Regions from separate parts of the Mus musculus genome. Here regions 2, 3, 4, 5, 6 and 7 are each linked to region 1. Evidence: chromatin contacts called from public HiChIP or PLAC-seq and promoter capture Hi-C data. All regions are on one chromosome and are shown on one strand. Each heading gives the region's core, a stretch centred on a gene start, on an enhancer-like site or on the middle of the called end of the contact. The rest is flanking DNA. Distances are from core to core; before and after follow the strand shown. Region 1 holds the start of Qrich1 (glutamine-rich 1). Region 2 holds the start of Tmem115 (transmembrane protein 115). Region 3 holds the start of Rassf1 (Ras association (RalGDS/AF-6) domain family member 1). Region 4 holds the start of Gnai2 (guanine nucleotide binding protein (G protein), alpha inhibiting 2). Region 5 holds the start of Sema3f (sema domain, immunoglobulin domain (Ig), short basic domain, secreted, (semaphorin) 3F). Region 6 holds the start of Rbm5 (RNA binding motif protein 5). Region 7 holds the start of Camkv (CaM kinase-like vesicle-associated).

Region 1 (4,202 bases), core at 890-3,389:
ACTTTCACTCTGGCTACAGATTCCAGCACAAGAACCCCGAAGACCCTGTTGAAGTGCCTGGTGGATTCCTAAGTGACCTGAACCCGGTAGGCTCATAGAATGTGAGGTGAGGGTGGTGGGCTTCTGAGCTGGACAGCCACTTGGATTCTCTGTCTGCAGGCGTCACTACAAGTGGTAGAAGGAGCATTAGTGGACTGCTCTGTGGCTTTGGCAAAGCCCTTTGACAAGTTCCAGTTTGAGCGCCTTGGGTACTTCTCTGTGGATCCAGACAGCCATCAAGGACAGGTGCTTAATTTGACCCACCTATACCCTTCTGTGTACTGATGGTGGAAGCTGTTCACTGTGATAAACACTCTCCCTACATCCCCTTAGCATTCTCCAAATAAGTTGGGAGGGACATTCATTACTTTCCAGTTAAGTCCAAGCACAAAATTTTATAGGGCTCTAACTTTTTTTAAGATTTATTTTATTTTATGTTAGTATGCTGCTGCTGTCTTCAGACACACCAGAAGAGGGCATCAGATCCCATTACAGATGGTTGTGAGCCATCATGTTGTGAATTGAACTCAGAACCTCTGGAAGAGCAGTCGGTGCTCTCAACTGCTGAGCCACCTCTCCAGCCCCGGCCCTAACTTTTTTACTCTTCAAAGTAGCAGGCAAGCTTAGAGTTTGTCATAATCCTCATGAAACTAAGGCACAGCACAGGCATCTAGTCCTTTATCTGAAATTACAGAGTTATTGACAACCTTGGTACCTCACCTCCATGATACCTCACCTCCTAGGTGATGAAGGGGAAGTAAGAAGCCCGGTTCGGGGTTGTTGGTCATTTTTCTTCTACTGCCTTTCAGATTGTCTTCAACCGAACTGTCACACTAAAAGAAGACCCAGGCAAAATATGAACTGAATACATGTGGCCCTACCTCATCCTGGAGGCTGGGGGTGCCCTTCAGCACTCCACACTCCGTTTCAATAAAGAATAACTAAATCCCTCTGGCGTCTCTCTGTTGTCTGCCTTTCTAATATCTGAGGACCCTGGAGAAATAGTTTGTTAGCTGGCAGTGGTGGGTCTCATATGTCTTCTGGAAGAATGCACTTCCCCAGAAAAGAGCCAGCCACAAAGTCACTACTGCACTTGGTTCTCAAAGGCAGGTGCATGGCTGGAATTAGCTCAGCACTTACTATGATAAACCTGAGAACCCCAGAGATGCTGTTGCACAGTCACCAGTCCTATGGAGGGATCTAGGTTTGTGTCTTTGTGGCTAGAGATCAAGAGACACATGACCCCCCGTGTGATCATTTAGAAAAAAGCCCTGTCAACTATTTAAGCATAGTGAGATAAATCATGAATGCTGTTGTGGCCTTTCCAGTTTGGGGACCCCAGCAAACTCCCTGGATGTCTATACGGTGCTGAGATGAGATTCCTGGCTATGCTGGCCCTTGGATTGGACCCCGTCTCAGAAATTGACTTCTGAAGAATTTGAAGATTAGAGTTTGCTAGGACAGGAACAAGTGCAGAAGGCACTAAGGTTTGCCCCAGACTGAGGGCCCCCTGGGTTGCTGGGAGCTTCTGGTGAGGCTGTAGGTGAGTGCCTGCAGCTTTAAAGCCTTCCACATTTTCCCTGTATACAAACACTAGGCTACCCAAGGCCTGCTTTAAGGTGGACCTGACTGTGGCAAAGCGATCTCAGATGAGAGGTGGTGCTGGGGGTTCCTGAAGCTGTTTTCTCCCGTGCACTAACGCCCCGAGCGCTTCCCAGGCGCGGCACAATGGTTAAAGCTGCGCCCAGTTCAGGGGTTTGAAAGGGGGCCACCTTAACCACGAGGCCGAGCTAGGCCCGGCCCCGCCTCGCGTGGAACTGTGCAACTAGAGGAGGCGCTAGCGGGACACCGTAGGTGGCTTCAAAAAGCATGCTTTCAGACCCAGGGCAGGGGCAAAATACCCCTGGATGCTGAACCCCGGGCCTAAGCCCCGCCCCGCATGGAGGGGTGCCCATGGGCGTGGCGCTCCTTCCCACAACGAGGGGTACGCTCTCCACTCCAACCGGTTCCCTCTGTGGCTGCAGCGTTCCCTTTAAGCCTGGCAGGCAGCTCTCGCGGGATCCGACGCTCCGGTTCTCGCGAGAAGGGCCTTCGGCTCCCATTGGCCGTGAGGGCTGAATGTAAGATGGCGCCCAGGGAGCTGTGAGGAGAAAATCCTGTCGGTCTCGGAGCGGCGACGGCAGAACCGAGGCCCCGGGCGGTGAAGCGGGGCCGGCGGGTAGAACGGAGGCAGCGGCGGCGGTGACGTCGCCGGGTGAGGGCTCTGGTGAGGGCGGGGACGCAGCAAGGCTCTGGCTCGAAGGCGGCAGGCCCACCCTACACAACGGCGGGCGGGCGGGGGCGGGCGGGCCGCTGCCGCTGGGCCCAGGCGACCTCAGGGCGGCTTCAGAGCGGAGAACGTCCCTCGGCTCGCGAGCCTCCGCCCCACGGGTGGGGGAGGGGCGGGCCTGAGGGGCGGGTGGGCGCGGCGCACGGGGGCGCGCGGAGGCGCGCGCGCACGAGCGTGGCTTTTTTTTTTCTTTTTTTTTTTTTTCTCATTTTTCTGCGCGCGCGCGTGCGTTATCGTGCGCGCTGTGCGGTCCTCTCGTTGCGCGTAGCCGCCCGACGTGCGCGTCCCCGTTGGCTCTCAGCTGTGGCCCGTGGGCTAGAACGGCTTCCGGGGCGCGCGCCACCCCGCGACCCCCCGGTTTTGCGGCGCGCGCCCTGCTGTTGGTCGCTCACGCTGTCCGGAGTGCGCGCCGGACGCCCCTTCCAAGAGGAGGGCAGACGGGCGGGCGGGCGAGCGGCCTGGCGGACGACCGACCTGCCGACTGGGGAAGGTTGAGGGTTGGGCCCTTGTCCTCGTGACGTCCGGGGCAGCGGTGGCCTAGGTCTGCGGAGAAACATAGCGGCTTTGCGGTCTGGCTTGCGGCTCCGCTCCTCCGGGAGGCGGACAGGAGTGCTCGTACTAACTGAAGAATGCTGTTACTTAAGCGAGGCCCAAGGACTGGGTGGGTGCTTGGGGAGGGTGCTGCTCTGCTTGGGAAACCGAGTCCTGCTGGCCGGAGAGGGCATTGGGTCCCCATGGGTTTCCTCACCTTGTACTGGTGCTTTGTGCTGAGGAGAGAAGGTTACCATTACCAGGCCCCGCTTTTCTTCCATTAGAACCGATTCTTCCATAAGCGCAGTTGATACACGTCACCTCTGTGCGCTCCGGAAAGAGATCCTCCTCTGTATATGGTATCAAACTCTCGGAGCTCTAAAATTCCGCTTTAAATCCTCACTTAAATGCAGCCTCCCCCCCCCCTTTTTTTTTTCCACCTCCGCGTGGGTGGGAGGGGCTTGCCTTTCTGTTCTTGATAAGGGCTGTTTCTTAACCTTGATTAACTTGATCAATGCTTTGCCGGTTTTTTTCTTTGTAATTTCTAAAATGTCCAGCAAAAATTTCTAAAATCTGCCTGTCACTATAAAAACTATGTAACTGAAGTTCTTCTCAGCTTTTTTTTTTCTTTCCACATTTTGTTTCAGTGCTGTGATCTTCTATCTAGGAAATTCTAGGTTTGTGATGGAGAAATACACAGCTCTTTTTTTCTAAGACAAAACATCTGCTAGTTTATTTTTACAATTTTGTTACATTAAGCCTGAGGAAAAGCAAGCTAAAAGGATTTTTATTCCTTTTAGTAGCAACCAAACTTTGATAGTAATGACTTTTTTTTAATATACTGTATTTTTTTAAGAACAAAGTTAAAACTTAAAAAGAGGCTGAGGATGGAAGGAACTTCTTTGTTCTATCTTCTTCAGAATGTTAGAAGTCTTAAGAACTCAGGACAAGCAGCAGACATACATGCAACATGGTGACTGGTGAGTTAAAAATCATTCATACGCTGGAAGTATGTGTGCAGTCCGTTACCCCCCAACCCCTTGGTAATACTGAAACTTTACAAATCTTGTCATTCTTTCTTGGTGTTGTCTGCTAGAAGCTGCTACCTACTAGGAAACTGCTGATGAGGGAAACGGTATTAGTTTGTTCATTGGACAACAGTCCCTAAAATCGAAGTCAGTGGAATATTCATGATTAACATTGCAAAGCATCAGCTAAGAACCTAAATGGTTTTCCAAAACAAACAGAATACAACAACAACAACAACAAAAAAAAACTGTCCTCTTTGTTGAGGATGTGTCTG
Region 2 (4,202 bases), core at 1,186-3,685, 980 kb before region 1:
TCATGCCCCCAAAACAGTTCCCGTGCCTTGGAACAACACACATGGTTTGGAGTGGGGTTGTCAGATAAAGTCCAGTCAATTCTCATTTGCAGTTAATTTGTCTGTTTGTTCCTTTGCTTATTGCTTTTGAAAAGTCTCACGTAGTCTAGCCTGGCTTCAAACTCACTCTATCACCATAAATGGCCTTGATCCCCCTGCCTCAGCCATCCCAGTGCTGGATTATAGGCAAATACCACCACCCAGACTCTAAGACATTTTTAAATGATTGATTGATTGATTGATTGATTTTATGAGCATTGGTGTTTTGCCTGCATGTATTTCTGTGTGAGGATGTCAGATGCCCTGGAACTGGAGTTACAAACAGTTGTGAGCCACCATGTGGGTGCTGGGAACTGGGCCAGGGTCCTTTGGAAGAGCATCCAATGCTCTTAACCTCTGAACCATCTTTCCAGCCCCAGATTCTGATAATTTTTTAATAAGGTTTTTGGTACTTGGTTACTATCGTCCCTGTGGCCCATGGTTATTACTGACAGTGTCATTATAATTTGTGCTATTACTGTACTCTGAATAAATTTATTCTTGCTTCTATAGGAACAAATGAGTTGTTTTAGTTTTGTTTTGTTTTGTTTTGTTTTGTTTTGTTTTGGGGTGTGTGTGTGTGTGTGTGTGTGTAATATGGCATGGGATGTCCCTCTCCTGAAAATTGTTTATTCAAAAATCAAATCTGATTAAGTATTTGACTCTATTTTGTTTTGGGTTTTGGTTTTTAGTTTGGGTTTTGTTTTAGGGAGTTTTTTGTATAGCCTTTGCTGTCCTAGAGCTAACTCTGTAGACCAGGCTGGCCTCCAATTCACAGAGATCAACCTTAAAGGCTTGAACCACCACTGCCCAGTAACTCTGTATTTTGATTTGCTAAGTCAAACTTAGCAAACACTGGTATATGGCATACAGTAGGAACCCTAACCCCAGACAAAAATAAAAGGTGAAAGGTAGTTTTGAACACACAGGCAGTTGTACTGAGATCAATAGCTAAAAGGGGATTTTATAATAAAGTCCCTTGTAATATAATTAATCACATTTAAAAATATGCATATATATGTGTGTATATATATATGTGTGTGTATATATATATATATATATATATAACAAAAATCTCAGGGTTGGGGAGATGACTCCATAGTTAATAATGCCTGATGCTCTTACAGAGAACCTGTACCCCAGCACCCACATCTGGTGGCTCAGAAATCCAGCTTCCGACATGCTGTGGCCTCTGTGGTGGCTTGCACACTTAACGGCATATACACACAAAGACACACATACATGTAAATAAAATAACTTTTTTGGGGGTGGGGGAGGGTCGAGACAGGGTTTCTCTGTATAGCCCTGGCTGTCCTAAAACTCACTTTGTAGACCAGGCTGGCCTCGAACTCAGAAATCCACCTGCCTCTTCCTCCCGAGTGCTGGGATTAAAGGTGTGTGCCACCACGCCCGGCTATAAAATAACTTTTAAATACATCTCAAACACCCTGTTGACAGCCACTATAGCATAAAGTTGAGCCTAGACCAACTTGGCACTTATAGAGAGACTTAAATATATTTTTTCTTTAATGTTCATTGGTGTTTTGCCTGCATGTGTGTCTGTGTAAGGGTGTCAGAAACCCTGGAACTGGAGTTACAGTTATGAGCTGCCATGTGGTTGCTGGGAATTGAACCCAGGTCCTCTAGAAGAGCAGTCAGTGCTCTTAACCGCTAATCCATCGCTCCAGCTCAAGGGAGATTTCTCTGTCCAGTGGAATCAAGTGGGAAAAGAGTCGCTGAAGTAGCACAGCCTTGACCCTTATTCCCCCTTAGGTGGAAAGTTCATGTACAATTACAAGTACAATTCGCTGGAACAAGGACAATGTGAACGAACACCCAATACAACAATGGCAAGTCGTTTACACAGTTGCCTTCTTTGATCGTTAAGATAGGAAGAGCCTGCCATCATCATCATTTTTAAGGCTCCTGAAATTGCAGCGGGGAACTTGGTCAATAACACAGTGACTACAAATGACTGAACAAGCCCATCTTAGGCTTCACTTGCCAGACGACAGTTTCTGGTTAGTTCACACACGTTGGTACAACTCATCAGAACCGTTCACATTCTTATGTACCTGCTTACAAAGACACTGCTGTACCTGTACAAATCCTAAATAGAGCCAATCTCCTCCAAAGAATTGAGCAAGTGTGTGTGGCCCAAGGCGGTGCTACCTCTTGAACCCGCCCACTTAACACCTCCCTTTACTGCATCAGGAATACTGATCTCAACTTCCATAACTCCTAAGAACTGGAGGAGTAAGCACTGAAAACTACAACTCCCAAGCTCCCTAGCCCGTACACTCTACGGGACCGGTCGGCGCACAGCTTCTGGGACTTGTGGTTCTATGAAGAAACCGGTCGGCTAGGTCCCAAGGACTCCGTATCCCAGCATGCCGAGAAGCCGGAAGGCAAGCGCTCAGAGGGCGTACTGCCGCGGCCGCCGGCGGGGGCGCGCAGGCGCGGCGCCCCTGTTTGTCGGCCCCGGAGAGGGGAGGAGGTACCGTCAAGCCAAAACCCTAGCCCAGCCGGAGCTAAACGGGCTTGACTTGGGCCGGAACGAGGCACCAGTTCCCCGCAGATCGCAGAGTCTCAGAGTGGATGGAGGAAGCCTAGCCTTGAGATTAACGCTAGCCTGGCCGCTGGGCCGACGGAACCCGCAGGCAGGCGAGCCCAAGCTACCCAGGGCCTAACGACAGGTCCCCGGCAAGAAGACTTTCTCCTCGCTTTGGAACTACAACCGGATCAAACCGGAACCAGAGCCTTCCCACGGAACAGAAGCCAGTGAAGTAGCCGGGCCCGGGCCTCCCGTCGGGGCCGAACTGGGACGAGGCCCCGGGGAGGCCCCTAGGCCACCTTCCACACATTCCCTTAAGCCAACGTCCGCCAGGAAGATGCAACGCGCCCTACCTGGTGCCCGCCAACATCTGGGGGCCATCCTGGCCAGCGCCAGCGTGGTGGTGAAGGCACTGTGCGCCGTGGTACTGTTTCTCTACCTGCTTTCCTTCGCTGTGGACACGGGCTGCCTGGCCGTCACCCCAGGCTACCTTTTCCCACCCAACTTCTGGATCTGGACCCTGGCCACCCACGGGCTCATGGAACAGCACGTGTGGGACGTGGCCATTAGCCTGGCCACAGTGGTTGTGGCCGGGCGATTACTGGAGCCCCTCTGGGGAGCCTTGGAGCTGCTCATCTTCTTCTCGGTGGTGAATGTGTCAGTGGGGCTTCTGGGGGCCCTCGCCTACCTCCTCACCTACATGGCTTCCTTCAACTTGGTTTACCTGTTCACTATTCGTATCCACGGCGCCCTGGGTTTCCTAGGTGGTGTTCTGGTAGCCCTCAAGCAAACTATGGGAGACTGTGTGGTTCTGCGAGTGCCCCAGGTCCGCGTCAGCGTCGTTCCCATGCTGTTGCTGGCGTTGCTGCTACTCCTCCGGTTGGCCACGCTGCTCCAGAGCCCAGCCCTGGCTTCCTACGGCTTTGGGCTGCTATCCAGTTGGGTGTATCTTCGCTTCTATCAGCGCCATAGCCGGGGCCGAGGGGACATGGCTGACCATTTTGCTTTTGCCACCTTCTTCCCGGAGATCCTGCAACCGGTGGTGGGGCTGCTAGCGAACTTGGTGCACGGCCTCCTGGTGAAAGTAAAGATATGCCAGAAGACAGTGAAGCGCTACGATGTGGGAGCGCCGTCGTCCATCACTATCAGCCTCCCAGGCACAGACCCTCAAGATGCGGAGCGCAGAAGGTACTGGGAACTTCTCTAAAATCTTGGTAGCTAGACTGTTGGTGTGGCCACATAACCAGCCATTGAGATGTTTGCTCTATATAGGCTGGAGAGCTACAGGCAGGTGTTGGGAGCGGCTTCAGAAAAGGGATTCAGGTCTTGGCCTCGAGGGAACTGAATGTGTAGGTTTCTGGACTCTGTGTACCTCACAACTCGGACCACTAAACCTGGCTACAGAATGCCCAGTTACCTTTGGTCTTGCCTCAGAATTTCCAAATTCTAAGCACTGGTCCAGTGATAGACAGAAACTGTGGCTCTTTTCTCCTGTGATGGGAAATGGGGAAGGAGGTCTTTGTCCTTAAGTCTTTCCCTTCTTAATGTAGGATGATTGGGGTATTACTAA
Region 3 (4,202 bases), core at 537-3,036, 970 kb before region 1:
GGCTTTCTAACCTTGCCAGGCAGTGGTGGACAGTCCTCCGGACCACACACTCTCAAAGATAACACAACACCCACCGGCATCCGGTGGGCTCCTTCTCCTCCCCCAGGCAAGCTGCAGCATTTTGAGAGTGGCCGATGGCAGACGGTGGCCCCCTCAGAGCAGCAAAAGCTGAATAAACTGGATGGGCAAGTATGGATCGCCCTGTACAATCTACTGCTCAGCCCTGAGGCCCGAGCCCGTTACTGCCTTACAAGCTTTGCCAAGGGACAGCTGCTTAAGGTGGAGAACTCAATGACCCCGCCCAGCCCCACTGCCCCCCTGCCCAGACCCACCCCCCAGGGCATCCTGGCCTGTCCCTGTCCCCTTTCCACAACTTGGGCTTCAGGCATCGACAGGGGAGCTGGTAAGATGCAAACCCTCCAAGGACGCTCAGCCCAATTTCAGGACTTCCTGTCTCTTGGCCCTCTGGCTAGGAACAGTTAGTTTCTCAATGGCCTTCCCTGGATCTCTTGCAGCTTCAGGCCTTCCTCACTGACACACTACTCGACCAGTTGCCCAATCTTGCCGATCTGAAGGGTTTCCTGGCCCACCTGTCCCTGGCTGAAACCCAGCCCCCTAAGAAGGACCTAGTGTTAGAACAGGTAAGGCCCTAGAACATGCTTGGGAGTGCTTGGGACGGTGGTCCACTTTTCCGGCTCCTTCCTCCCTGTCTCCATTACACTTTTTTAGATCCCAGAAATCTGGGATCGCCTGGAGAGAGAGAACAAAGGGAAATGGCAGGCTATCGCCAAGCACCAGCTTCAGCACGTATTCAGCCTCTCGGAGAAGGATCTTCGTCAACAAGCACAGAGGTAAAGTCCACTGAGTGGCTGAAGTCACGTGCATAGGACCAAGGAGGGAAGGTCACCTAGTGCTTCTGTGCACCTACCTGCCCGGTCCGTCCATTCAGCTCTTCTCGACTCCTCCCCCAGGTGGGCTGAAACCTACAGGCTGGATGTCCTAGAGGCAGTAGCTCCGGAGAGGCCCCGCTGCGGCTACTGCAACGCAGAGGCCTCCAAGCGCTGCTCCAGATGCCAGAATGTGTGGTATTGCTGCAGGTGAGGCGATCCTGGGACCTTAGTTGCCCCCCTAAGCTCCAACCCTGGGTTCTCCTACAAGCCCTGTCATTGTCATGCAACCCACCCCGCTGCAGGGAGTGTCAAGTCAAGCACTGGGAGAAGCACGGAAAGACATGTGTTCTAGCAGCCCAAGGTGACAGAGCCAAGTGAAGGCCGTAGCTGCCGAGGGCCGACAGAAGAGCGCACCCAGACTGTGACTGAGCTTCAGGGACTCGTGGCTCGCCCCTGTCAGACCTCAATTTCCCTGGTGAGCACAGCTGAGTCAAGTAGAGCTGCAAACCACCACACTCTTCACTTCCTGCCCCACCCAGCGAATACGCAGAGGACCAGGCCACAGCATCAGCAAACTGGCAGACAGGGTTGGGGGGTGTAAGCAAGGGCCGGATGTGGAGACCCTCTTCCTTTCGCACAATAAAGCAGACTCATGAAACGCAACAGTGTGGCGCTGTACAGTCATCCTTGGGGTCGGGGGAGAAGACTGGACGGAAAGATTGGGAAGGGGCTCTTTGAAAGGGCCCACCCCTGTGCCGTGCCCCGCCCACAAGTCCACACGGTCGGCTCGCCTAGGGTTCCAGCGCGTCCTCCTCGGCTCTTTCCCGCCGCCCTGCCTGGATCCTGGGGGCGGTGCCGAAGTCGCGGCCCGCCCTGCGGCCTCGCCCGCTCGGTACTCACTAGCTGCTAGTCCGCTACAGCACCGGCCTGACCGGGCCATGTCGGCGGAGCCAGAACTCATTGAACTACGCGAGCTGGCACCGTCCGGGCGCATCGGTCCAGGCCGTACCCGGCTGGAGCGTGCCAACGCTCTGCGCATCGCCCCGGGTACAACACGCAATCCGTCACAGCAGCACGTCCCGGGTCGTGGCCACCGTTTCCAGCCTGCAGGGCCCACCACGCACACGTGGTGCGACCTCTGTGGAGACTTCATCTGGGGCGTCGTGCGCAAGGGCCTACAGTGCGCGCGTGAGTAAGCGGCCCCACACAGCCAGCGACTACGGAAAGGGAGGCAGCACCATAGTTGCGGGTCAAGCGGCAGTGGAGGGCTGGTCAGTTGTGATGATCCTGCAGACCAGATCTCCTGGCCTTGCTCCATCAGGGAGAGTGCTTGAGAAAATGGTTTATCACTTGTCACGCTCTGTCCGTGCACAGTTGGGCAGAGTTAGTTGTCTGTGAATAAGAAGGTGCTTCAAGTTTGTCTTTAAAGTGCTTGTGCCCTTTCTTGAAAAGCCTTTGTGCCTGCTGAGCTCTGAGCCTACATTCCGAGGCCCGCCTCTTCCCAACGATTGGCTCACTGTGTTCCCCCTCTAGATTCCTGGGTGACGTCTCCCACATTAATAGGGGGCCAGAAAAAGTTAGAACCTTAGTTAGGCTCCTTGTTAGTAGGAATTCTATTGAAACTTCAGTCAAGGTTGTTTTGAGTCAAGGATGCAGAGGCTAAAACATGGAGTCCAGCCACACACACAATGAGTGGTCCTTCTGACCTAGGAATTACCAGCAAACAGAACCACGCAGGACAATATATACCTTCCAGTCTCCTCGCGCCTACTTCTCCTCTCAGACTTGTTGACTCCGTTGTTGAAAGTGGACCTTAGGCATCCTGGTTTTTCTGTTTTGGTTTGGTTTTTTGGTTGTTTTGTTGTGTTTTAAGACAGGGTTTCACTCTGCAGCCCTGGCTTGCCTAGAACTCTCTATGCAGACCAGGCTGTGACAAGCAACCCACCTGCCCCTGCCTCCCAAGTTCTGATGTATAGTTTTGAGTTGAGAATCGGTGCTTTGGGCCATATAGGAACTTAAAAATGGCACTGTAGGCCTGTGTGTGCCTCCAGATCATCTCATTCACTATACAAGTATGTCACAAACTCAGCTAGTGTAGCAGTTTGTGACAGAATGCCACATGAGAGCAAGAGCTGCGGCATCTCAGCATTCACAAGGAGAAAGAAAGCTGCTCTGGGGTTCTTGTCTAGGAAGCAAGACAGTTTGGGAGATAAGGAAGAAACCAAAGGCAAATGGAGGGTTTGCTTCAGATTGGGCTTACAGTGATAACTTGTTGAGATAGGAACCCTGGGGTGGAGTGAAGTGGGGAAAAAAATGACATTTTGGCCATATTCATTAGAAATCTTCATTAGACATTAATGTGAAGGCACTGCACATAGGATTTGGTCTGAAGAGGCCGATCAGTGCTGCCTGGGATCTGGATCAGGTGAGTGTAGTCAGAGCTGGGACAGTACCCAGGTGAGAAACCTGGACATCAACTATGAGACCTGGGCCTTTATAGAACTAAGGAGAGGCTGCTGGCAAGAGCGGCAGAGGAGTGAGAAGGAAGCCTGGCCAGTGGGTGCTGCCCCTGGGAGTCAGGAGGAGCAAGCAGGAACTGAAGGATTTAACAATCCAGATAATGGGTACAGAAGTCAAAACGTTAGACATGTCCACTGGACATTGTGGCTCGTGGACAATAATCCTAACACTGGAGCTGTTGGAGGCAGGAGGATCACCAAGTTCAAGGTTACCATTTGGGGCTAACCTGAACTCTATGAGATTCTTTCTCAAAAACCAAAATAGACTTGTGTAAACAAGTGGAGACTAATAGGTTTTTTTCGGCCGAAGAAGTAAGCCAATTCAAGCGGAATTGAGAGTATGAAAGGAGGTTTATTGGGGGCGGCAGGTTCACCGATCCCAAGGAAGGAGGCTAGGGAAGTCGCCATGCAGACAGGGTAAGAGGGAGGATGTGTACGCAAGGAGAAAGAAATGCAGAGACAGAAAAAGAGACAGAGGAGGGGAACGAGGACAAAATGTCTGGATTATATAGGTAAGAGCCTTTGGGGGAGGGGAAGCCCAGTTCTGGTATGCCAGCTATATCCTGCAAGAGGTGTGGGCTAAGGGATGCTCGGGGAATCTGGAGGCCAGGTCTGCTTTGATGCGTTACATATGCACCTCTGCCGCTCGTCTGAAACCCAACAACAGGGGCAGAGGACAAATACAGGAAGTCGTAAATTAAATGCCTTTGTTTTCAAGTTAATGGCAAAGCTAAGTAATAGCTCGGCACAAGTGTTAAGCATGCTTGGATCCCTAACCGCCTGAGGCCTCCCA
Region 4 (4,202 bases), core at 782-3,281, 880 kb before region 1:
AGCGGTCCCGGAAGTGCCCTCCCTAGGCCCAGCAGCAACGGACATTCCGCCGCTGCCGCTGCCGCCGCCGCGTCGACACCCACTCACTGCTCGCCGCACTCGCAGCAGAGACAGGAAGAGGCAAGCGCCCAACGCAAAGCAGCCCAGGAGGCTGGGCCGCCGCCCCTTCCCGCCCCTTCTCTTCCTCCCCGCGGCAGCAGTGGAGCGGATGCCATTTTGAAACCTCCGGGGCTGTGCCCCCAGGCCGGGTCCGCCGGGACAGTCAACAGATGGATCCATAAAGACGTACATGTTTCTCGGCCACAGGCCTGGCCAAAAAATAAAAAATAAAAAAAGCCAGGCTTTTCACAGCATGCAGGCCCCCAAGGCGGCCCTGGGGCTGAGGGGCCACACCCCCCCACATACTATCCAGCCGATTACGCTGCTGCGCGGCTTCTGCTGCTGCTAGGGCCTTGCTCCCCACAATCCAGAGGAACTGGTCTTCTCAAGTCAGGCTTCCACAGGGAGCCACTCTGACGACCGGTGTGGGTCTGGACACAAGCATCAGGCCCACTGCCTCTGCCAAAGCCTAGCTGGGATGCTTGAGCGCACACGGGGCTACAGGCAGCAGACTCCTTACCAGCCCCTCATTCAGCTTGCCCACCACCCCCACATCACAGTATTCCTCTGGGGAACCAACAGGTCTACTCAGTATCCTAGGCCATATCCCTGGCGTTCCAGCCCCGAGTGTGAGAAGCCCAGCAGCCGTCAGCAGATCTCTCCAGGCCGGCACACAGGGGCAGCAATATGTCGGTTGGTTCACTACTTCCACTTCCCCCCCATCCCAGCAGCCACCATCTTCCTTGGCCTTGGAAGTGACAACAACCCTAACTCCTCCATGTTCCCTCCTATTGCCCAGACTCCCCTGGCCCTGGCCCAGACAAGCCTTGGATCCCAGGGAATGGAACTTCCCGCAAATGCTAGAGGCCTGGCCCCTGTTTCCCAGTGTGACTCTCAGAGTCAGACCAACCTCTTGCAAAGGGTCTGCCCAGCTCAGCCTAGGCCCACCCCAGCCCCTGGTGCCCCTCCTCCTATCAACAAGGCCCACCTGGGGCAGGAGGGCGCAGAAGCAAGGGAACGGCAGAGTGTGAGAAAAGCCTTAAAAGAGGGGCAGATGATTTGGGGGTTGATACCTGCAGAGAGAGGGAGGGAGAGAGACAGAGAGAGAGAGAGAGACACACACACACAGAGAGAAAGAGAGATCTGGTGACCTGGAACAGAGGCCCTGCGGGGAATCCTGCTACAGAGAACTTGAGAGTAGTCAGTTTCCCTCTTAAAGAGGTTCTTGAAGGGTCAGAGTGCAAAGAGGGAGAATACAGATCCCAGAGTAAGGAAAAGAGGGAGTGGGTCGAGGCTTGACCAGGGTCCCAAGGAATGCTCGTGCCAAGAGAAATAGAACAGGTGGGGCTTGAAGGTGGGAGCCGGCAGGGTGCTGAGGGTTTAAGAAAAGCCTGAGAAAGTGCGGAAATACACGGCAGGGTCTGAGTTCTCTTGAGACTGGATAACAAGGGGGGGGGGAGATAGTCATACAAGGTTTGGTGTGTGGGATCTGGGATGAGTTGAGGGTCTGAATGAAGTCTGGACTAGGATTATAAATCTAGACCAATCCAGAGTTTCGGATCTTAAAAGGGTGGCTCCTACTGGTTTCAAGCGCAGGTGTAGGGTGCAAGGCCAGGCTGAGCAGTTTCAGGTCCTTGTCTGGGGATTAGCGTAGAGAGTCAAGGGTCCCAGAACGGGGCGCTGCCTCACCTAACAGAAGCAACTTCACCTCCCGCGCCGCCTTCTCGCCGTCCTCCCGCAGGTTCTTGTCGATCATTTTAGAGCGCTCGGCTGCCGCCTTGTCCTCGGCGCTCACGGTGCAGCCCATCCTGCCGTCCGCCGGCCCGGCCTGGCCCCCACACGGCCCACGGCCCGGCTCGGCCCCGCCCGACCCACTCCGCTCCCACCGCCGGCCCTCTGCGGGAAGCTCTCAGGTCCGCAGTTCCGAGCGACTGCGGGAGGCGCCTTCCCGGCCGCCGCGCACCGACGGCGGGGCGGGCCAGGGGTGGGGCCCGGGCGAACCAAGCCCGCGACTGGGCCGGGGCGGGTCTGGAGGAGGGGCCGAAGGAAATTTAGGGATGGTGATTGGTTGGAGGGCGGAGCCAAGGGAGAAGTTAGGCTCAGTCCAGCCTTAGGCGCAAGCTGAGAGCGGGGCCGCAACGAGGGAAGACACCAAGGGTAGAGCTAACACAGGCTTAGGCCTCTGGGCGGGCTGCAGGAGGAGCTAGTCTCCGATTGGATGCTGAGAGCCTGAGGCTCTGTTTCTGGACTGTAGGACTAGTTGATCTAGTAGCCCAAGGGTCAGGACTACCTGCCCTCGCCACAGGCCAAATAGAAACCAGGACTCTGAGCATTTGTGAATTATGAGAGTAAGATGGAGGAGGTGTGTCTTCTTCACTTGCTAAAACTGAGCCTATAAACTTATTTGGAGATCTACTAAACTCTGCGGAGGGTCACATGATCTCTTTCTGGACCTCGATTTTCTTTAAAGCAGCGCCCCCTCCTCTTCTGTGTAGGTTGCACCACATTAAAAACAAAAAGAGTTCACTGCCGCCTTTACACCTTTGAGTGGACTATCTTCTGTCATCTAAACGTCGTCCTTTTGCCTGATAGGTTGGGAACCTTTCTCCTGCAGGCAGCAATCCGGGGCTTCAACCAGAGACCAATGAGACTGGACTCTAGGAGAGATAGACAAGAGAGAGTTGTCATTGGACTTAAGGAAACAAACGTTGCCATGATCCTATAATCTGTTCCTTCCATCCTCTGTCAGCTTCTAGAGGCTTCTTCAGTTCCATGTCTCTTCTGGGTAGTGGCTGTGATCCTGTGGCTGTGCAAAGGTGGAAGTGGAGCTATTTCCAATCTTTGTGATCTGCTTTTTAAGAGGGGCCTATGACCCACCAACTTTGATTGGACGATTGAAGTGTGCAAGGTGTTCTGAGTGGCCCCAGACTAAAGCCAGAGAAGGACACTGCCATTAAGAGTTGGTCACAGGGCTGGAGAGATGACTCAGCGGTTAAGAGTGCCGACTGCTCTTCTGGAGATCCTGAGTTCAAATCCCAGTACCCACATGGTGGCTCACAACCATCCTTAATGAGATCTGACACCTTCTTCTGGTGTGTCTGAAGACAGCTACAGTGTACTTACATGTAATAATAAATAAATGGGGGGCGGGAGGGATGGCTCAGCGGTTAAGAGCATTGACTGCTCTTCCGCAGGTCCCGAGTTCAAATCCCAGCAACCACATGGTGGCTCACAACCATCTATAATGAGATCTGAGACCCTCTTCTGGGGTGTCTGAAGACAGCTACAGTGTACTTACATATAATAATAAATAAATGTTTAAAAAAAAAAGAGTTGGACACAGCCTCCTGTGAGAACAGCACTACCTGGACAAAGCGCGTGTTCCAGCTTCTACCCTCCAACTTGCTGGCTTGCTCTGGAGTGTCCGTGTGTCTCAATCATCAGAATGTCTTCCCTGTGGAGGTGTCATTAGCCTGTAATCATCCAGTGGTTCCCTCGGGGAACCTACCTGAAGCCTAAGCGGGCCCTGCCCTAGGCATGCAAGAAATAGGATAAGAACACATACTGCTACCTGTGGACAGTGCTGTTCTCTATCTATCTATCTATCTATCTATCTATCTATCTATCTATCTATCTATCTATCTATCTATCCACTTGTAGGACTTACCTCCAACGTGACAGATTCACAGAACACACCATGGACATGAGCACACACAGCCGAGCACAGTCTACTACACGCTGAAGACAGACAGATCCCTCTTCCAGCCAGCCCCTTCCCCCTCGGCCCAGCCCTGTGCTTTAGAGCTTTGCTCCTCTGGCCTCCCTAGTCTGCTCCTAGCAACAGCCAACAGCTCTCTCAGTTGCCAGGCAACGAGCGAACCTGTCAGCCCCTTGGAGGCCCCACTCTAGGGAGGTGGGCAGCATCCAGACCCCAGTCAATGGAGGAAGAGCAAGAATGCATTGCCTTCCCCAGGCCTGAGCTAGATCCTGTAGCCCTTGCTCCCTTCCTCGCAGCCAGCCCTGCCTTCCCAGTTCCATATTCTTCCTAGGGAGTCTGGCAACTCCGACTTCCAAGGCTTTGGCTGCTCTTTCTTTTTCATTTC
Region 5 (4,202 bases), core at 1,070-3,569, 810 kb before region 1:
GAACAAGCTCCAGTAGGTGGACAGGAGAAGAACAGTCACCGCCACCTGGGAGCCCACCAGGAGAAAAACCCGAAAAGGAGGAGAAGAAAGCTGGCGGGAGGGAACAAGGGAGGGAGGCAGCAGGCGGGAGGAGGAGAGAGGGAGGAGAGAGGGAGGGACGGAGGAGAGGCGCCTGAACAAAGAAACGAGGAGCTGGGGCTGGCAAGGGGTGCAGGAAAGGGGCGGACGGAGGAAGGGGTCCAGAGGCACCTGGGGGCGGGACAGGGGGCCAGGTGGTCAGATTGTCCAGCCTGATCCAGACCTCCCAAGCTCATAGTGCGTGTGTCTATGTGCGTGTATGTGTGTGTCAGGGGGAGCCTGTCTTAGCAGAGGAAGGTTGGCTCCTCTAGCAGAGAACTGCCTCAATTGAAGGGAGGCAAGGCAAGAACAGGGCTGTGGAGGAACACGGAGGAAATTACTAACAGCACCCCACCAGCTCATCAGCTAACACCCCCCCAACACACACCCCAAGACTCCTTCCTGGAGCCTTAGCTTCCCCCTCCCCCAACACCTCATAGACCAGGAAGCAGATCTGCTGGGACCGAAACCCCCTTTTGTGGCCAGGGTTTCCCAGTCAAGGTCACCTGGGCCAGGCTCCATCCCCACCCCCAAGGTACGCAGAGTAGCGGGGGCTGAGGCTGGGCTTCTGGCCTCTCCAACCCCCCACCTTCCTACTTCCGGGCCTGGCTCCTTTGGAACTACGGGGGAACAGTGGGGGTAGATCTGACTGCATTCTTGCTTGGCCCAGACAAGATAGTCCACTGCGTCCAGGCACACCCCCTGAGCAGCTGGAGAAGCAGCCCCGGCTCCATCCCACCCCCGGGCCCAGTTTTCCCCTATCTGTAACTAGGGTAGCGGGTACTGGAGAAAGAGTGAATTCGGGGAAACAGGACTCCTTCTACCTGGCCCAGCTCCACGGTGGACACAGGGAGGCTTCAGTCTGTCCTCTCCCCAGATGTTAATGGTCTGGTGGCAAAATGCACCTATTTCAAGAATGAGGAGTTATAGGTCCGGCTGGGACCCCAGCCTTAGTTCCAAAGGACTCTTCATCTTGACACTTTCCTTACCTCACCTGCTCTAGACAACCCGCCACCCCCCATGGTCCCTTGCCCACTTCACCACTAGGGTCCGTGGTTCAAACTGGGGCTTGACCCCAGGCTCTTCCAACTTAACAACACCTCACTTACACCGAGACCCCTGAACCGGAGAAGGACCGAGAGGCAGCTGGGGGCCAGGAGATCGGCAAATGGCTGAAAGAAAAGCCCATTTGGAAACAGATCCCCTTGTCTTGCGGTTCCGGGCGACCCTCCACGTGGGGGCTTCCAATTTAGACCTTCCCCTGGGGCTGACCTGGTCTTCAGATTAGAGACACTGTGGCAGTGCAAACGCGCCGTTTGGGAAAGAGTGCAGGCGTCAGCAGAGGACTAAAACAGAAGGATCCGAACTCCCACTCAACGAGGGTAAGGGTACCCACCCAAAACCTTGCGGGGGTGGAAAAAGTTAATTCACACACCAGTGATCCCGCAGGCCACATCACCTAGTCACACACACATCTTTACAGCGCCCGGGAACCGGGGAGGTTCAGGACGCCGGGACAGGTATGAAGCACATCCTAGTTCTGTCGCCTGGTACCCGCAGACAGTGTGCCACGGTTCGCCAGACCTCGCGCACTTCTAAGGAGTTGCAGTGCCGCGGATCCTAGTGGGGTCGGGAGGTCGTGTTCTCTCCGTACTCACCTCGTCCACGGCGGCGGGGCCTGGGCGCCCGGGCAGCGGTGGCCGCCGCAGCAGCGGAGAGGTTCGCGTCCGGCCGGTCCGCTTTAGCTGCCCCCCCCCCGGGCCACGGCCCTGTCCGCGCCCTCTTGTCTCTTAGCCTGAGCCGGGATCCGCACCGCGGACTCGGCTTCACTGGGTCCCCTGGCTTCGTGCACGTCAGCAGCCGAGGCCCCGGGCCCTAGCCCGGGCCATGGAAAGGCTCAGGGGCGCTCGGGGCCGCCTCCCCCGGGGCGGGCTGCGGGCGCCCCCTGGCCTGCGCGCCGAGGGCGCATTCCCCGGTGCGGGGCGCGGGCGGTGGCGCGCGCTAGGCTACAGAGCGCTGCGCTGGGCTCGGCCGGGTGGCGCTGCGCTTGCCTGGCTGTCTGACTAGGGCCCGGAGACCGAGCGGGGCTGCGCGGGTCCTCGAAGCGTACCCTGGCTCTACGCTGCGCTCGGGGCTCCCTGGACCGCTGCGGTTTGTTCCCTAGCTGCTCAGGTCTCGAGGCCGCTGGCGGGACGGGACGCTCGGAGCCGCGCGCGGAGCGCAGGCAATTGGCCGCCCGTGGGCGACATTTGCATAGCACGGCCCCGCCCCGCCGGGCCCGCCCGGCCCCACCTCCGGGGCGGGACCCTCCCGGCCACCGCCCCGCCCCCGCTCCACCTGTCCGCGGGCAGGGCTCAGGGTTCCCAGGCGGTGGGCAACCCGCGCCAGGGGAGACTGCTCTGCACCCTGCACCCCCGCCCTGGCATCGCGGGCGGCGCCCCCGCCCCGCCCTGGCTTTGTCTCTCCGTGGATACACGGCGCACATCGCGCCTGGTGTTTACCCGGGCATTCAACTCCCTGGTGAGAAGGGCTGGAGCGCAGGGGAGCAACCAGCTAGCACTCACCTGCGCGCCCCCTTCCGCGTTCCTCCTTCCTACTTGCTGCCAGCCACGGCCCAGCGGCGAAGGACCTGGGATGGCCCAGGCCTCTCAGCAGGTGGCGGTGCAGCCCTTGGGACGGTTGGCACTTCTGGACCTTCCGACAGATGGCTACCTCCAGAGTAGGTCAAGTGGGTGCAGCCCAGCCACTAGCTCTGTCCAGCTAGCCAAATGCTCCAAGTGATCACCTCAAACACCAGTAAGTCTCATTTCAAGCCAGCGGTCCTCACAGACTTTCCCTTTACAGTGCCATATTCCAGAGAACCCAGATGACAGGAGGACGACTCAAGGCATACCCCCCACCCCTCTGCTATGAAAAGGGCACTTGCTTTCAAATCTCAACAATTGAGCAAGAGCCTCCCCTGACCCCAGGAAGGGTCCCTCTGAGCAGCCCATCCCCCAAGGTCATGGCCTCATCAGCCAGAACCACTTCTCAGCCCTTCCCCATACACTCTTGCTGTGGTCCCAGGAGGCTTTGGCCCTCTTTGTCCTCTGCTTCCTCCCTGTCCTCCATCTCCTATTCCCTCCTCTTCTCTCCCTTCTCTTCTGTCTTCCTCCTTTCTTTCTCTCTGCCTTCTGCTCTCTCCCCACTCAGTCCTCCATTTGTCTTCTTCCTCCCCTTCCTACCCCTCTTTCCTCCTGTCTTCCTTTTCCATTTCTCTTTTCTTCTTCCTCCATCCTCTCCTTTTCCTGGCTACAACTCCCAGAAGAGCCACTCTTCCTCTGACCCACTGGCTGGCTGACTGTGTGCATTAGGTGGGTATCAGAGGGCTGCTGGGATACTACTGAGGGTCACCTGACTCACAAGTGGGGTACTTCCTATGCTTCCAAGAGGGCCTGGCTGTTTAAGGTGAGGAAATGTCTACCTGCTGTAGTGAGGGACAGCACCGATCTGATCTTCTCCCTAATGTCATACTTCACTCAAAACATTAACAAAGCCGGGCGGTGGTGGCGCACACCTTTAATCCCAGCACTTGGGAGGCAGAGGCAGGTGGATTTCTGAGTTCGAGGCCAGCCTGGTCTACAAAGTGAGTTCCAGGACAGTCAGGGCGACACAGAGAAACCCTGTCTCTCTCGAAAGAGGCTAGGTGAGCTGGCATATGCCTTTAGCTTTTAATCTAAGCCCTTCTCTGAGTTCCAGGCCAGTTTGGTCTACATGGCAAATTCTAAACCAGCCAGGGCTATACAGTAAAATCCAGTTTGCTCAGACAAACAAAACATGCATGCATGCTGACAGAGCTAAGGGTATTGCTCCGTGATAAAGCATAGGCTTGGCATGTGCATCACATGTATTCGGTGTGTAGTGCCAGAACCAAGTCAATCACTGCTAATCGCCTCCCTCATCCTCACCAGGAACATCTTTGTGGTTACCATCGCCATCACAGCACCAACACCAACACCAACACGGTGGGCCGCTTAGACCTACCCTGACTCCTCACTGTGATTACATGGCTATCCCAGGGACTAGGAAGATAGTGGCTCAGCGGT
Region 6 (4,202 bases), core at 979-3,478, 750 kb before region 1:
ATTTGAGGTCTCCATATCCACAGTTGCTGAAACAGCCAACAGTTTTCACCTTTGTTTGTTTAATGTATCTGGACCTACTGGGGATTGATACTCATGCCTCATAAACCACTGACAGGCGAGCTGTATCCCAGTCCTAATCTGTTCTATGTTAACTAGCTTTTCCCTTTCTCGATCGTCTTGATGTAAGCCACGCTCCTAGGCTGCTCAGCTTTGAGCCTCCCAGGCCACTGTATCTATCACTAGGGAATAACAAGGATTGGCACTCACTCACTGCTTCTCAAGCAGGCTTTGAATAGCTCCTGCCCACAGCTGGAACTTTCCATGGCCTACTCCACACTGCTTTCCTTAACCTAGTTCTTAGCCTTTGGACTGCACCTCCGACAATACTTTCCCCAAGACACTTCCCTTTCTCCTCATGTGTCCAGACAGTACTTTACATTTTTTATCCTAACTGTTAACTCTCACTAGACTGAAGCTTGTGAGAACAGAATCATGAAAGTAGTCATTTGGAACACTTGAAACACAATAGACATTTAAATATTCATTTGCAAAATAAATAATTTATTACTGTTGTTGCTTTGTTTTGTTTTTGTTTTTCCTTTTTTGAGACAGGCCTTCTCTATGTAGCCCTGGCTGGCCTTGAACTCAGTGAGATTTGCCTGTCTCTGCGGGGATTAAAACCTGTAAGCTGCCATCACCACACAGGGCTGAATAAACAATTTTAAACAAATATTTCAGTCCCAACTAAGCTGTTGAGATCAAAGGCATGTCATGTATTGAAACTCACCTTTTGTCTGAACCCATCGTCTCACGGAAGAGCTAGCACACTGCTTCAAAAGGCTTAAATTTTCCCCTAGGGGTGGGAAAGAGAAAAATTGCAAATTTCAGAGATCACTTAATTCAAGAACCCTACAAACTGGGATAGAAACTGTGGCTAATACTTAACAATGACTAAAAAGAGGAAGGAAAAGGAGGCTGTCAACACTAAGTCATAATTGTGTTAAGAAGCAGGAAGATGAAGGTCACTTTAACATATTAAGATCATATATTCAATAAGAAACTCAAGAAGGGTGAAGGCTTTAGACACCTTGGACACTCCCACTACAATTACAAAGCAAAAAGCTCCTGATTTTCATAACCAAAGCAACGCTATTTATTGAGATGGACAATGATTAAAGCATTCATCCAACTGTCTTCGTTAATATAAAATTCAACACTAAAATTGTAACACGATCTCAAATTTTTCTGACAAAAACTTAGAAGCTGGAATGCTGATCTGATTGAAATTTACATATATAACACATCGCCTGATCTCAATTTATTTCAGTAAGACAAGACCAAACCTTGACTCGGCTTAATATCTGTGTATCAATAACACCTATGTCTTGGACCAGCCCTGATCGACAACAGGCCACCGAGTGACCCACAGCCTTTCCCCGGCCGATTGGCCGTAATAAAACATCACACAGCTATGATGCCTGTGATGTCCCAGAAACTATAGTTACTGCCATTTCTAGAATCTGGTCTTTTAAAGCAAGCACTTAACAAACATTCGTTGACTTAAAAAATAAGAGACATCTAGTGGGTCAAGTTCCGGGGTCGAACGGCTACGGCTGTCCCTTGTTTTCGCCCGAGATGCCCGCACCCACCTCCCAGGGAGGTTGCCCATGCCCACCTCCGCGGGGTATCGCAGCCGAGATGGCGGCGCAACTGAATCCGGCATTCAGTCCATCTTTCTTATCTTCCATCCATCCCTCCCCACACCCATTCCCAACCACCTTTCGCACAGCGAGATTCAGTTGGAGACTCAGGGCGATGATGGCTTAAGAGACTGCCAGGCGCTCCACAGCTCCGCACGACAGGGGATTCGGGACAACGTCCCAGCAAGAGACAAACAACTCCAAAGAGGCGGGTCGAGGACCGGGCTAGGGGGCAACCTATGAAAGCCAGCAGAGCCAGAGGCGAGGAGGGGCGCGGCCCTCAAGCGCTTGCTTAGTTTAGTCTCTTCAAAGACTCGGCTGAGCGGTCACCTCTGGCGGCTGACAGGCAGACTTAAGGGACAGCACCAATTGCAAAATCACTGGGGTGTAATGGACGGCAGCCGCACTCACCCCCACAGAGGGAACAAAGCAGGAGCAGTAGCGGCTCTGCGCCCCAGAACCTCCTACAAGGTTCGGCCGCTCCACAAAATGGCGTCTCCACCGACCGTCTTCTCCTACCCACAGTCCCTCGCGCGTCGACCTTCCCCCACCTCCCATCCTACCCGCCTCTCCAGAGGCGTCCAATCAGCGAGGGTGCCGGTCTGCGCGAGGGCTGCCGGGAAGTGTGGTCGCCCAGGCAGCCTGTCACTATACCCTGCGTTAATTTTTTTGCGTATTTCATCTGCTCCATGACAAAGCTGCCATTCAGCTTCTGAGAACCCGGATGTGAACTTTACCAGCGCTTGACACACTGTAAAACGTATAATCCAGTTCGTAGAGAAGGCATACTACGGATTACTTCCCTAGTCGTTTTACAAACATACAGAGCTAATAATTCGGTAAACTGGAAACTGAACTAGCTTGTTTTCAGAAGCCATGCCAGCACTAGAATATGAACTCCAGAACAATAGGGATATTTTGTTGTAAGACCCTGCCACAAGCAAACAAAACAACAATAAAACCAAGCCTGTGAGATAGCCTCATCAGGTAAGGCTTACTGCCAAGCCTAAAACCCTGAGTTCCATCCCTGCAATTCACAGGATGGAAAGAGAACCACGCATGAGAGTAGTCTTCTGATGTGGCAAACATGGATGTGTGTTCAAATACACCAACAATAAGTAAATGCAAAGCAGCCCAAATTCAAACCAAATCATCACCCAACTACACATTAAAAAAAAAAATCCAACAAAACAGACAAAACCCTAGAGGTTCCCCCCCCCCCTCTCTCTGCTTTTTGTGGAGATATTGTCATCCAGTTGCCATAACTTGTCCTCTGCATATGTAGTTATTAGGGAGCAGATTTCCCTCATTTTTTTTTTTAATTTTTCTTCCCTTCCCTCCCTTTTGTTTTCTTTAGAAAGGGTCTCTATAGTTCTGGTTAGCCTGGAATTCACAATGTAGACTGACCAAGATCCATCTCCTTAGTGTGGGACTGTTTCTGACCCTCCAGTTTTCACCTCCTTCTGGGATTACAAGTCTGATAAGAATAACGGTGTGCAGGAATTAGGGTGACTGAAACTGGCTAGAAATGCCTGATAACACAGCTGAAGGAACACATACTCAACATCTTTCTTTTGTATCTATGTATTCTCAGTATACAATTATGTAAATGTTAAGATATGCCCAATTATGGTTGAGTATATATAACACACTTAACCGCAGAAAATATACATTTGTCTGCAGATCATAGAAACCACTTATAGCAGGGTGTGGTGATCCATGCCTATAATCCCAGAGGTAATTGGATCTCTGAGTTCAAGGCCAGCCTGGTCTAAAAAGGTGAGTTCCAGGAAAGCCAGGGTGATATAAAGAACTCACTCACTGGTTGCTGGGATTAAAGGTGAGCCACCATGCTGCCAATTCAATTTTAAACTCAAAAGCTACTCCCCTATCCCTAGACAGATTCCATCCAGGGATGAATGGCATCCTCTCAATTGTGTCTGTCTGTTGAGTAGAATTGTTTTTGTGAGTAGATGGACTATATATCCTAGGCTATCTGGTAGTCGATGTACCAAAGACAATGGAAATTGTTCTAATTTAAGCAACACAAAAAAGCAAATATATTATTGAACAAAGTTTTAATAAAATAATCTTAAGTCTTTCATTTTAAAAACTTAAAAGCTGGAGATGGAGTGCTTGCTGCTCTATCAGGGAATCCAAATTTGGTTCCCAGCACTCGTATCAGGTAGCACACAAGCCTATATAATACCACCTCCAGGGATCCCATGCCGTCTTCTGGCCCTAAATGCACCTAAACTACACGCAGAGACAAATAAAAATAGTAAGCCGGGCGCAGTGGCGCACGCCTTTAATCCCAGCACTTGGGAGGCAGAGGCAGGCGGATTTCTGAGTTTGAGGCCAGCCTGGTCTACAAAGTGAGTTCCAGGACAGCCAGGGCTACACAGAGAAACCCTGTCTCGAAAAAACCAACCTAACCCAGTGACATAATCACTTTCATGAGTCTTTTAAAACCAACCCAACCAATCACCTCTCTGATTATGT
Region 7 (4,202 bases), core at 504-3,003, 580 kb before region 1:
TTCCAGCCCGATTCAGCCTCCAGCCAATATCAAGCTTTGTGTCAGACGGGAAGGGGAACCACAGCTCGAGGGACCAGTTGCTGCTTCCGTGCACATATGCCGGCAAGCACGCCTGGGTGCACACAGAGCACAGACACACACATGCCCGTGGGCATCGCTGCATACACTGTGCTGCTTCCATCTCCCTTGGTATAAGCTAGCACACATTCACGTGTATGCATATACCCTGCCACGTGCTGTCACCCACGTGCACACAGTGTGCACAGGATCAAGAAGTGGAATACTGCCAGCAGCAGGCAAAGCTTTAGGGAGCCACCCCTTCCACTGACTCTAAAGCCATAATCCAGGTTCTTGGCCCCATTCTTGGATAGATTGTGATCCTCAAGAAAGATAGAAGATGTGTTTGAGGTATGTCGGTTCTGCCAGCCATGTCTTGGCTACAACATAAACTTGGAGGCTCATTGTATTAGGGATAATAGAAAAGACTGCATGCCAGGCTTTTCCTTCCTTCTGCAAACATTAGTTGAGCATTGTGAGATTAGACATAGGCTCTGTCAAGTTTGCCAAAAGGTTCCTATCCAGTACTGGGATGGATGTTAATGGCCAAGACTCTTCGTACTCAGGGGCCCAGATACAATGATAACATGGCCTAGAGGAAGTGACCAGAGTCGGGGAAAGACATGAAGAACTCAACAACCCTTCTGGAAGAGGTTATCCAGAAACCCTGAAGCAATTTCTCTGGCAATCTTCTGGCTTCAGCCCCAAGTTCTTCACTTGTTGGGTCCCATCTGTCCTCAGCTATGGGTGGTAATGCAAATAGGCTTGCTCAACATGTGACCCTGTTCCCAGGATGGCTGGGCCGGGCAGATCACTAGCAGGGTAAGATGGAATGGAGCCTGGGTCCAGACAATGGAAAACCTAAATGTGGCCTTTATTTATTGTCTCAGGATGGTCCTCAGGACTTGATGGGCAGTGGGATGGACCTTCAGTCCTCTTGCCTCCTTGAGAAGGGACAGAAATATGGTTAAGAACTTCATTGGAAATTCCTTCCTAGTACTTCCACAATACCATAACCTAGCCCAGGTCACCTGGGTCATGTTGCTTAGGAAATGTTTAAGGATTATTACAAAGAGAAGAAAGCAGACCCCATGCTACATCATAGGTGACTTTTAGTTTGGGAAATTCAGAACTATACAGAGGGGACTGACTGAGCCAGCCATGAGGCTGGTAATTTAGTTGGGAAAGATTTTGGCTTCACAGGAGTTGGATGTAGGATGGTCTGAGGGCCTCACTGTCTTGTCATTTCCAAATTGATCACAATTGCACACATAGTCCTGTGTGTTTATTCCTGTCTAGGAGGTGCTCCAGGGACTGCCCATGTGGTTCTAAGTAGATCCAACCCTTTGGATCAGGGTTGGGGAACTGGGCAGGGCCCTGGTCTCCTGCAAACTACTTCTAGCCAGGAGACTCCTGTGCAGTTCCAGGACTCAGGTTCTTCTCCAAGTCCTCACTCCTAACTCCTTACTTCGGGATTAGGAAGGGCCCCTTCGCCTCCTGTTGCTGGGTTTTGAGTCTGATGGCCTAAGTGAGCCTAGCAGGTGTTCGCCGCCAACCTGCATGCGCCCTCCCTCGAGTGGGATTCCAGTCTCCGGGTCTGCCAGGGTGGGGGCGGGCCGGGCGAGGAGGCCCCGCCCCCAGCCCGCCCCCGGCCCGGGGTGCGAATCCGCTGCCAGAGAGCGACTGGCGATGCTGGAGGTTCTGGAGTCGAAGCGGCTGCAGCTGGCGCCGCGTCTGCCCCGCGTGCCCGGAGCGGATTCTGCCCGCCGCCCCCGGAGCCCTGCTGAGCGGGTTATCGCTTCCTGCCTGTGACCGACCAGCTTTGCAGGTGCGGAGCAGGGAGGGCTGGGCCGGTGGGGAGGGCGCCTCCTGGATGCACGTTGGGGGGCCTTGGGAGATTGTTTCCCTGGTTAGAGAATCCCCGCGCAGGATGCGCGCGATCACCGCGAGGACTCTGGGGGTCCCAAGCAGGGGCACAGCGCACCGTTTCTGCAGATGCGAGGTGGGGTGGCGTGCGGGGTTGGGCTAAAGTTCCCCATTACCTCTGACGGCTTGGGAGGGTCCCAGAGAAAGCCTCTGCAGCTCCGAATTGTAAAAAACATAAACCCTCGAAGATTCGTGGTGCCCCTTATAGGGGTAAAGGGCCAAGGGCCGAGCGGTCCATCCTCGCTCCTAGAGCGGTCTTCAGCCCCTCCCCAACTGCCCCTGGGGGCCCCCTCCCTCTGGTTTGGCAGTCACTAATTTCCATGACAACGGAGAGTTCTTTATGGGCGACAATCCGGAGGGGGCTGGGCGGGGCTGCTGCGGGGCTGGGGGAGGAGGTTCTAAGCCCGAGTGGACTATTGGCCCCCAAGCTAAGTTCAGGCTTCCAAGCCTTCTGAGGGTCTTTTGTCAAGGGAGGTGGGGGCGCAGCGCACTGACACACGTGCGAGGTGGGGGTGCGGGGCGCACATGTTTCTGCTGGGAGGTGCGGGGCTTGCTGCTCACACGTGTGCCTCCCGCATGTGTGTTGCTGTGCCAGCGGGGGCGAGCCAGCAGCACTGGGGAAGGGGGTCAGAGTGGTACCATGGTGAAGAGCAGGGACTCTGCCTGGAGTCGCAGGGGACAATTAAAGCGTTAGCCTCTCTGTCTTTTTCAGCTTGCTATTGCTTGACAGGAGACCCTGGGCTTTTGAGCCCCAGCCCCATGAAGGGCTGCCAACTGCTCCCCGACCCCAAACCTGTTCTAGCAGGTTCCTTCCTAGAGAACAGGGCCCCCTTTTCCTCACCAAAAGCTCCTAGCTGGTCTATACGACTCTAGTGGGTCTTTTGCACACCAGCCTCCAAACACAGGCTCAGGCTTTGGGGCCCCCAGGACCACCTTTGCAGAAGTAGGCTGGCTTCCCCTCCCCCTCTGAGTTGATTACTGGCAGATTCAGTGACTTCTGAGCCTCCCTTTCCTAACTTGGAAATTAGTATCTCCATTCCCTTCATAGCCAGGATGGGACAGAGGTCTCCCTTTTTTTCCCCTCATTTAGTGTGGATCCCCAGGCGCCCTACCCTGGCTCTGTATATATCTGCTGCAGGCCCTTCTCTGTGTCTTCATTCCCTGGTGGCTACCAATTAGCCGGCTGGTGGCAGTCCTCTGCTCTGTTCAGGGAAACTGAGACCTGGGGGGTGTTGGTGTGCCTTTGTCTTCCTGTTTCTGGCTTGCTCATGGTGCTGTTTTGGCTGCTGCTTTTGGCCATCCTGAGATCTGCCCAAGACTGAGGCTGGGATGAAGAAGGGCCCTGGAAACCCAAGGCCTGGAGAGTTCAGCTGACTGAGGTGGAGATTGCTGGGGACCCTGGGTAAGGCTGGGCCAGCCGAGACGGCTTCTTAAGGAATTAGGCAGGCTTCTTTCTGGGTGTCTATCCTGCAATGCCAGTCTTTTCAACTTTTGGACCTCTTCGCCTAAGCGGGAGAGAGACTGGGGACTGACTGGCTGGGGACCGCAACAGCTGGCCTCTTCCACACCAAGAAGCTCCTAGAAGCTGACCTCTTTTTACTGGACCTCCTGTGCCAAGTGCACTCACTCTATGTCTGGGGGGATACTCAGGAATCTTGAAAGCCAAATGCCAGGGGTTGCTCCTGGCCCAGGGGATCCCAAAACGCGGCCTTGGAGGGTTTAGGCTGCTGCTGAGCATTCTGAGTCTTCTTCAGAATCTTCTGCCTGCTTCTCTCTTGTGGCTGTGTCCCTTGTACTCTGCTGCCTCCTTTTCTACTTCCAACAGATTCTGCCCTTGTCTCTCTTGGTCTCTGCACCTTTCTTTACTAAAGTCTCTGCTTTCCCCTCCCCCACCCTTTACGGGGAGCAGGGTCTCAGAACCTGCAGGGAAGGAGCCAGGCCTAAATGTCAGTTTGGGAAGAGGGACCTTTGCTAATACCTACCCCTTACTCCTCCCCTTGTTTTAAAACTTCCATCACCATAGCAACCTTATACTCCATTGCCTTCTGCAGATCCCTTTCCTCCAACCAAAGGGATGCAGGGCCTCCAGTGGCTTCAAAGATTGGGACCCCGGGTTCTAAGGCCAGTGACAATTGGCTCTTGGCTTTGCCTACATGTGGAGAGCTGACTATTCTGGAAATAGCAGTAGACTGCATGCTCACTTCTAAGACTGCAAGGTT

What was found. Promoter capture Hi-C pulls out the DNA fragments that hold promoters and counts their contacts. HiChIP or PLAC-seq counts read pairs in DNA pulled down with a chosen protein or histone mark.
Region 2: an H3K27ac HiChIP or PLAC-seq map of microglia shows a contact between it and region 1, with 5 times the contacts expected there. The contact joins the promoter of Tmem115 here to the promoter of Qrich1 in region 1. A contact is called at or near these places in 1 of 39 promoter capture datasets (pre-B cells) and 2 of 115 datasets of contacts at active chromatin or transcription factors (effector CD8 T cells and microglia).
Region 3: a promoter capture Hi-C map of liver shows a contact between it and region 1, with 2.5 times the contacts expected there. The contact joins the promoter of Rassf1 here to the promoter of Qrich1 in region 1. A contact is called at or near these places in 9 of 39 promoter capture datasets (the 3T3-L1 cell line, the C10 cell line, erythroid cells and 5 more), 9 of 115 datasets of contacts at active chromatin or transcription factors (bone marrow-derived macrophages, differentiating embryonic stem cells, double positive thymocytes and 6 more) and 2 of 9 other capture datasets (adipose tissue and liver).
Region 4: a contact with region 1 is called in an H3K4me3 HiChIP or PLAC-seq map of bone marrow-derived macrophages, with 4 times the contacts expected there. The contact joins the promoter of Gnai2 here to the promoter of Qrich1 in region 1. A contact is called at or near these places in 5 of 39 promoter capture datasets (fetal liver, hematopoietic stem and progenitor cells, liver and 1 more), 4 of 115 datasets of contacts at active chromatin or transcription factors (bone marrow-derived macrophages, large pre-B cells, pancreatic cancer cells and 1 more) and 2 of 9 other capture datasets (adipose tissue and liver).
Region 5: a contact with region 1 is called in a FOXA1 HiChIP or PLAC-seq map of pancreatic cancer cells. The contact joins the promoter of Sema3f here to the promoter of Qrich1 in region 1. A contact is called at or near these places in 3 of 115 datasets of contacts at active chromatin or transcription factors (astrocytes, bone marrow-derived macrophages and pancreatic cancer cells) and 1 of 9 other capture datasets (macrophages).
Region 6: a contact with region 1 is called in a promoter capture Hi-C map of liver, with 2.8 times the contacts expected there. The contact joins the promoter of Rbm5 here to the promoter of Qrich1 in region 1. A contact is called at or near these places in 12 of 39 promoter capture datasets (the 3T3-L1 cell line, the C10 cell line, cranial neural crest and 8 more), 3 of 484 Hi-C or Micro-C datasets (B cells, CD4 T cells and muscle stem cells), 10 of 115 datasets of contacts at active chromatin or transcription factors (astrocytes, bone marrow-derived macrophages, effector CD8 T cells and 6 more) and 4 of 9 other capture datasets (adipose tissue, embryonic stem cells, liver and 1 more).
Region 7: a contact with region 1 is called in a promoter capture Hi-C map of cranial neural crest. The contact joins the promoter of Camkv here to the promoter of Qrich1 in region 1. A contact is called at or near these places in 7 of 39 promoter capture datasets (3T3-L1-derived adipocytes, cranial neural crest, frontonasal cranial neural crest and 4 more) and 2 of 9 other capture datasets (adipose tissue and pancreatic islet).

Annotation. Positions count from the first base shown.
Region 1 is chr9:108,514,948-108,519,149 of GRCm38.p6, forward strand. It overlaps Qrich1 (glutamine-rich 1), which reads left to right and starts at 2,140. Exons shown (of 10, transcript NM_175143.5): 1 at 2,140-2,293. It overlaps Qars (glutaminyl-tRNA synthetase), which reads left to right. Exons shown (of 24, transcript NM_133794.2): 22 at 20-86; 23 at 160-285; 24 at 849-994. The coding sequence ends at 899.
Region 2 is chr9:107,531,510-107,535,711 of GRCm38.p6, forward strand. It overlaps Tmem115 (transmembrane protein 115), which reads left to right and starts at 2,436. Exons shown (of 2, transcript NM_019704.2): 1 at 2,436-3,820. The coding sequence starts at 2,970.
Region 3 is chr9:107,549,769-107,553,970 of GRCm38.p6, forward strand. It overlaps Rassf1 (Ras association (RalGDS/AF-6) domain family member 1), which reads left to right and starts at 1,787. Exons shown (of 6, transcript NM_001243748.1): 1 at 1,787-2,078. The coding sequence starts at 1,829. It overlaps Zmynd10 (zinc finger, MYND domain containing 10), which reads left to right. Exons shown (of 12, transcript NM_053253.4): 8 at 107-279; 9 at 516-641; 10 at 730-851; 11 at 972-1,097; 12 at 1,193-1,553. The coding sequence ends at 1,268. Gm34106 (predicted gene, 34106) reads right to left here and starts at 1,069. Exons shown (of 2, transcript NR_168657.1): 1 at 929-1,069.
Region 4 is chr9:107,633,312-107,637,513 of GRCm38.p6, forward strand. Gnai2 (guanine nucleotide binding protein (G protein), alpha inhibiting 2) reads right to left here and starts at 2,032. Exons shown (of 9, transcript NM_008138.5): 1 at 1,789-2,032. The coding sequence starts at 1,906.
Region 5 is chr9:107,707,643-107,711,844 of GRCm38.p6, forward strand. Sema3f (sema domain, immunoglobulin domain (Ig), short basic domain, secreted, (semaphorin) 3F) reads right to left here and starts at 2,320. Exons shown (of 18, transcript NM_001379496.1): 1 at 1,776-2,320.
Region 6 is chr9:107,768,774-107,772,975 of GRCm38.p6, forward strand. It overlaps Rbm5 (RNA binding motif protein 5), which reads right to left and starts at 2,229. Exons shown (of 25, transcript NM_148930.3): 1 at 2,112-2,229; 2 at 788-853. The coding sequence starts at 804.
Region 7 is chr9:107,934,167-107,938,368 of GRCm38.p6, forward strand. Camkv (CaM kinase-like vesicle-associated) reads left to right here and starts at 1,754. Exons shown (of 11, transcript NM_145621.2): 1 at 1,754-1,885.